Regions from separate parts of the Arabidopsis thaliana genome. Here region 1 is linked to region 2. Evidence: chromatin contacts called from public capture Hi-C data. All regions are on one chromosome and are shown on one strand. The core of a region is the stretch at or near the end of the contact, and the rest is flanking DNA. Distances in the headings are between cores, read along the strand shown.

Region 1 (2,710 bases), core at 16-2,515, 200 kb before region 2:
TTGACCAGATTTTAGAGATATTATTGTGATAATGTTGATGAAAAGTCATACCATCCCCAGAAGCTCCAATCAGGGAAAACTATGTCGTATGCATCACGGTGACCACAGTAGTGAAACAACGGCGGAGGAGGCCACGTATCCTTTCGTTTTTTCTTCAAGTCTCTTTTCCAAATGGCGGGTCTATCATGGCAGAGGAAGAGAAGCTCAAGGTCAGGGATTTGACCAGGATACATCCTTAGAAGCTGAAGTATTCCCCAGATTGTGAACACATCTCTTGTCTGAAATGCTTTCTCGTATTGATGAACGTACAATCTCCCTGACTTTATCACTATCCTGAAGTGAGCATTTGGTCTTGCTCTCTCTAGTGTTTCCCTTGTGATCCCTGTCTTTTGCCATACCTTTAAGTCTCGGTGGATCCACTTGAAGTAGTCAGGACATGTCTCCGAGGAAGAGATCGCTGGTTCGAACTTGGTTGGGTAATTTGAAGGACATGTTTGTGTTGTGTTGCTGTTGAGTGATGTGCAGTTTAATGGGATCTTGATGGCGATCTTGGGGATATCTGTAGTTGTTGTTGTTTTTGTGGGAGTGCTTTTTTTGGTGTTTCTTGTGAATATTGATGTCACTTGGAATTTATTCTCACCTAAAACAAACTTTTTAACGACACCACGTAAAATAATTTAAGATCCAACTTCGGAATACAAGTATATAAGTAGCAAAATATGAAATTATTTAAATGGGTTAAAGAGTAGAGAAAACAAACAAACACACACTGGTTACAATATATAATTCTCTTTAACGTGTCGTATGAGATATTGTTATATGTATAATTTATCATCAAGCCAAAAGAAAGAGGTTTATATATAGATATGACTGGTGGATCAAGAGAAAGAGAAAAATATATACCGCATACATCCAAGAGACAGAAGCACTAAGGAGGATGATGAAGAGGACGAAGATGAAGATTTTGGTGGTGAACAATGTCCATATCTTTGCTAGTTTAGAGCTTAAACAAGTTATTGGGGTTTGATGTCTCTGGTGATGATCTTCTGTGAATTGAGCCACTTGTGTGTTCTCTCTCATCGGACAAAACACAACAAGAACACAAGAACTAGAAAGAGATGAAGCAGAGCTCACTTATCATGGATCTCTTTTATGAGGTAGAAAATGGGTTGATTTAAGGGTTTGGAGGTCTAAATTAGTACAATTATATGTTTGATTTTTAAAAAAAAACAATTTTCAGCATGTGTTTTAAAAAGATCATGACTGATATTTAATTAGTGCTGGCTTATTTTATAAAGGCTTTAAGGAGAACCATAGCCAAAGCCTAACTAAGTCAAGTCAACCCACCTACGTATATATATTCCATGTTAATTAATTTATTAATTTTGGGAGAAAATATTCTTACAGTTGTTTCTTTTTGTCAATGAAACAGACTTATGGAGCCCGAGTGATCTCACAAAATTACCAACAATGAAAGAAATTATAAGTTACTTTTGAAAAAAAAAACTTTCTAGTTGAGATGAGATGAATGATTAAGAAATTTCTAAGAAAGAAAAAGAATATTCAATTGGTCAAAAAGATTGGCAGGATATTAGAAAAAAAGGTTTGCCATGATAGGCCAAGTTTAGGACTAGTTCCCACCTTATCTTAATATAACAATAGTGCCCTCCAAATTTCTGTATTTAATTCACTTTGACAACAAAATCACTTCATGCCAAAAATCGTTTAAATTTTTTTCACTTCTTCTTATTTATATACGAGCTAGAATGTAGATGTATTCGAAAGACTTACATATCTCTTCTGATAATCTAATTTAAAAGGATCAATGAGATGAGCATATAACAAGACCATAAACAAAGTATACTTTGAAAAGTATATTCGACAAATGGTTAATGATGATAGAAAAAAAAATCAAGGTTTATAAGTCAAATCAAGAGAGTATTGATCCTCCCACGACTGAACTATTTGGTTGCGGTTGATCTCGTCAACGAAGAAGGAAAAAACAAAACAATTTAAGGTTTGTTGGTAAGATTTTGAAAGTATTGGTTTTCCCACAACTCAACCTGACGAGTTAAATTAGCTTTTCTCTCAAGAACCTCTTTTAAAGCTAGAGGATCATAAGGAGGAAGCATCTCACAAGGAGACTCTTCACTAGGAGATATAATCATTGACTCCGCCTTAAAATCTCTCCACCTTTCCGTCGCGGGACACCCCATACTATCCGGCGTGATCTCCTCTGCATCTAACGGAATCTCCGGCTTAAATTTCAAGAGTGTTGCATACTCTTTGAGTAAATGAAACATATAGTCATACACATACTGCATATTCACCTCCTCTCTTATAAATCTACTTCCTACCTCTCCTATCTCACGAGCCTATACACAACAACAAACACAGGGTTAAATTGATACAAATCAGACGTAAAGATTAAAGATGTAAGAAATCTTTAGTTAGATATATGGACCTTGTCCTCGTGTGTATTGCCCCAATGTACGGCGAATTTGAGAGAAGTACACTTGGAATCGTCTCTGATTGGCCAATAATGTTGTAATGGCATCATTCCTCGTATGTAGAAATCGTAGAATCTTGGTTTTACATATAATGTCATTGAGTCACATGCCATTATGTATTTCTCGCTAACCGACCATGCCCATCCTTCTATATATATCTTGTATCTGTTTTAATTCCATAAAAGAAGAATCGAAGACTT
Region 2 (2,705 bases), core at 123-2,622:
CTTCCCTCTAGAGCTGACTTGTACATACTGATCTCCCAGTACTTAGCGTCCAACATGTCCTTATCAGTGGAGTCCAACAAATCCGTAGGATTCGTAGTCTCCACTGTGGTAGTCCCATATGCCCCATCTTGGCCTCCTGACCCTGATCCTGATCCTGATCCTGACATTGTCGGGTTCAACACTCCGTCAATATCTTGCATGATTTTGGTGATGAAACCCTGAACAAACTGCGTCATTGTCCCATCCGCATCTGATTTTTCGAGTGGCTCCATGAGCTCAGCCACTACAATCGGCTGAATTGGAACCGTTGACGAATCCGCCTCCATTCTCCGGAAAACAATCACCAGAATCTGGATCAGCGAAGCCTTGGCAGTCGTCTGATTCACCACGTTTTTGCTTCCCAAGTAAATGTCGTAGCAAGTACGAACAACTAGGAGCAAGCATTTGCCATGGATCCTCAGCGAGATGGAGTTAATGGCAGATAACAGAGTCTTTAACACAGGTAATTCAATGGATTCATCTCCCAAATCATGGCATTTACAAACGGAATCGATCAATTTAAAAAGGAGAAGGGACTCCGCTCCACCGGACGGGTCCGATTCACCACGAATGTAACCATGCGCGATAAGTTTCTGAATGCAGTCAATAGCAGGTTCGATGATCTTGGCGAGGCCAGTGCCACAGGCATTGATCAGAGGGCTGAAGATGAGTTCCGAATCGGCGAGCGAGTACTCGATCGAACCACCGTCGTTAAGTGGACCGGGAACAGAGGATTCAGACTCGGAGTCAGTAGCAGCAGAGGACGAAGGAGGTGGTGATTTCTGCAGCGAATTTAGCCGCTCGATAACAGCTTTGCATTCGTTAGCTAGCTTCGAGTGTTTACGCCACGACGCGTTCTTGACGATCTTCTCTAAAGCTGGTGTTACGACTCGACTCAATCGGGAATCAGCTTCCGAGGAAGCCATTCCCAATTTTCACGGCGAGCTCAGCGACTCACAGATCTAGAACAAATAGACCAACGGGAACGAAACAGTCTCTTCCCGTGAATTGCCTCGGAGCTCTGAGTCCGATCCGAGTTGGGTCAACGAGTCTGACTCAAGCCGCTGCAAAAGGAAATTGCAGGGTACAGAGCAAAGAGGTAGATGAGACGATACTTCAGATCGCGTCGTCGCAGTTTGATTTTTCTGCCATCGAAATGAAAATTCACTATTATATGACCGAAATACCCTTCAGTTGACACTGGACTTCCACAGCAACTTTGTGTAATTGAAGGAAATTCAAACACCAATTGCGACATTTCACATCACTACGTTTCTGAGCTGTTGATCGCCGGGAAATTCGTAGCCTGTTCCCGGTCTGGAGTTACTTTTATTTCCAAGATCATACGTATTTGTATATTTACAATTCAAAAATTCATAAAGTTTATTGAGTCTTGATTAAAAATTAGAAATATTTGGACAAATTTGCTAATGGAGTCTTAAAAACCAAGAGATGATCACTTGGCAATAATCAAAAAGTGAGACACCTTGAAAGCTTTCCGATCTTAGATATATGCATAGAAACAATCTGAGTTTGAATTTACATAACACAAGAAGGAAACAACACCTACAAGAAACACAGCCAAACAAAAAAAATCCCTGAAACCTTGTAATAGAACACATAAAATATACAATCTGGTTCCCATTTATGAGTTGGGGAAGGGTATGCATAACGAGATGTGTGAGATAGAAAGTTAGAAATTGGTTATATCGAAGAACCTTACCATGTTTCTACAAAATCTCCCCATGTCTGCTGAATCCAGTGTCTTCACCGTCCGTGTTTGAATCCAAACCACAAGGAGAGTCATACCATTTCGAGTTTTCTTGATAGAAGCTATCGACTTGTATACCAGCTAAACCTACATCTGTTTCTATACTACCTCCATCGTGGCTCATCGGTTTTGTTAATTTAGAATCTTCGCTATTCAGAATGCTATTCTCATCAAAGTCATTGCACTTTAACCATTTCTCAGGCTTACATGTCTCAGACAAAAGATCCTCCTTTTGATTTGTACAATCTGACGGTGGCGTTATCTGTTCCCAAGGAACAACATCATCAAGGCTCCTCTCAAAACTGTCCTCATCGTCTTCAATAAGTTCTGCATCCTTCCCATCTCCATATAAATGCTCGTGGTGATGGTCACTCCAATGTACTAGATCGTTATCTCCAACAAGTATTTCATCTGAGTGTGATTTCTCTGCAACCAAGCCCGTTGTATCCTGGGCACTCTCAACGCCGATATTTCTGATCTTGTTGAGCATCTCAAACAACTCTGTGGACACTGAACCCAACATCTCTTGTGAAAAATTCCCAATCTTTCCTTCTAGAGTGCCAAGTTCGCTCCTTAGTTCCTGCACCTGATGCAAGACAGTAAACTGCATCTCGGCACGTTCATCCTTCCCAGTCAATCCCATCCCTTCGGTTTCCACGTCTTCGTCCCGCACTCCGTAGACAGTCTCTTGATCCATCAAAAAACCCTTATGACCAACAACCCGATGCATGATTCTCGCATTTCCATCCATAGCCCCCGGCTCATGCCCTGAATGGACAGCGTATAGCTTAAAAACAGCTGTCCCTTCTTCCTGATATACAAAAGTTTTGGTCTTTTCACTGTAGTTAGCAATGGGAACAATAGCTCTAATCCTAAAACCACAACCGCATCTCTT

What was found. Capture Hi-C pulls out chosen DNA fragments and counts their contacts.
Region 1: a capture Hi-C map of seedling shows a contact between it and region 2, with 1.6 times the contacts expected there. The contact joins the promoter of AT3G61280 here to the promoter of AT3G60860 in region 2. A contact is called at or near these places in 1 of 26 Hi-C or Micro-C datasets (root) and 1 of 3 other capture datasets (seedling).

Annotation. Positions count from the first base shown.
Region 1 is chr3:22,679,515-22,682,224 of TAIR10.1, reverse strand. AT3G61280 (O-glucosyltransferase rumi-like protein (DUF821)) reads right to left here and starts at 1,265. Exons shown (of 6, transcript NM_115992.4): 1 at 904-1,265; 2 at 52-650. The coding sequence starts at 1,080. AT3G61270 (O-glucosyltransferase rumi-like protein (DUF821)) reads right to left here. Exons shown (of 6, transcript NM_115991.3): 5 at 2,465-2,675; 6 at 1,716-2,375. The coding sequence ends at 2,013.
Region 2 is chr3:22,483,064-22,485,768 of TAIR10.1, reverse strand. AT3G60860 (SEC7-like guanine nucleotide exchange family protein) reads right to left here and starts at 1,372. Exons shown (of 11, transcript NM_115950.4): 1 at 1-1,372. The coding sequence starts at 965. It overlaps AT3G60850, which reads right to left. Exons shown (of 1, transcript NM_115949.3): 1 at 1,519-2,705. The coding sequence ends at 1,770.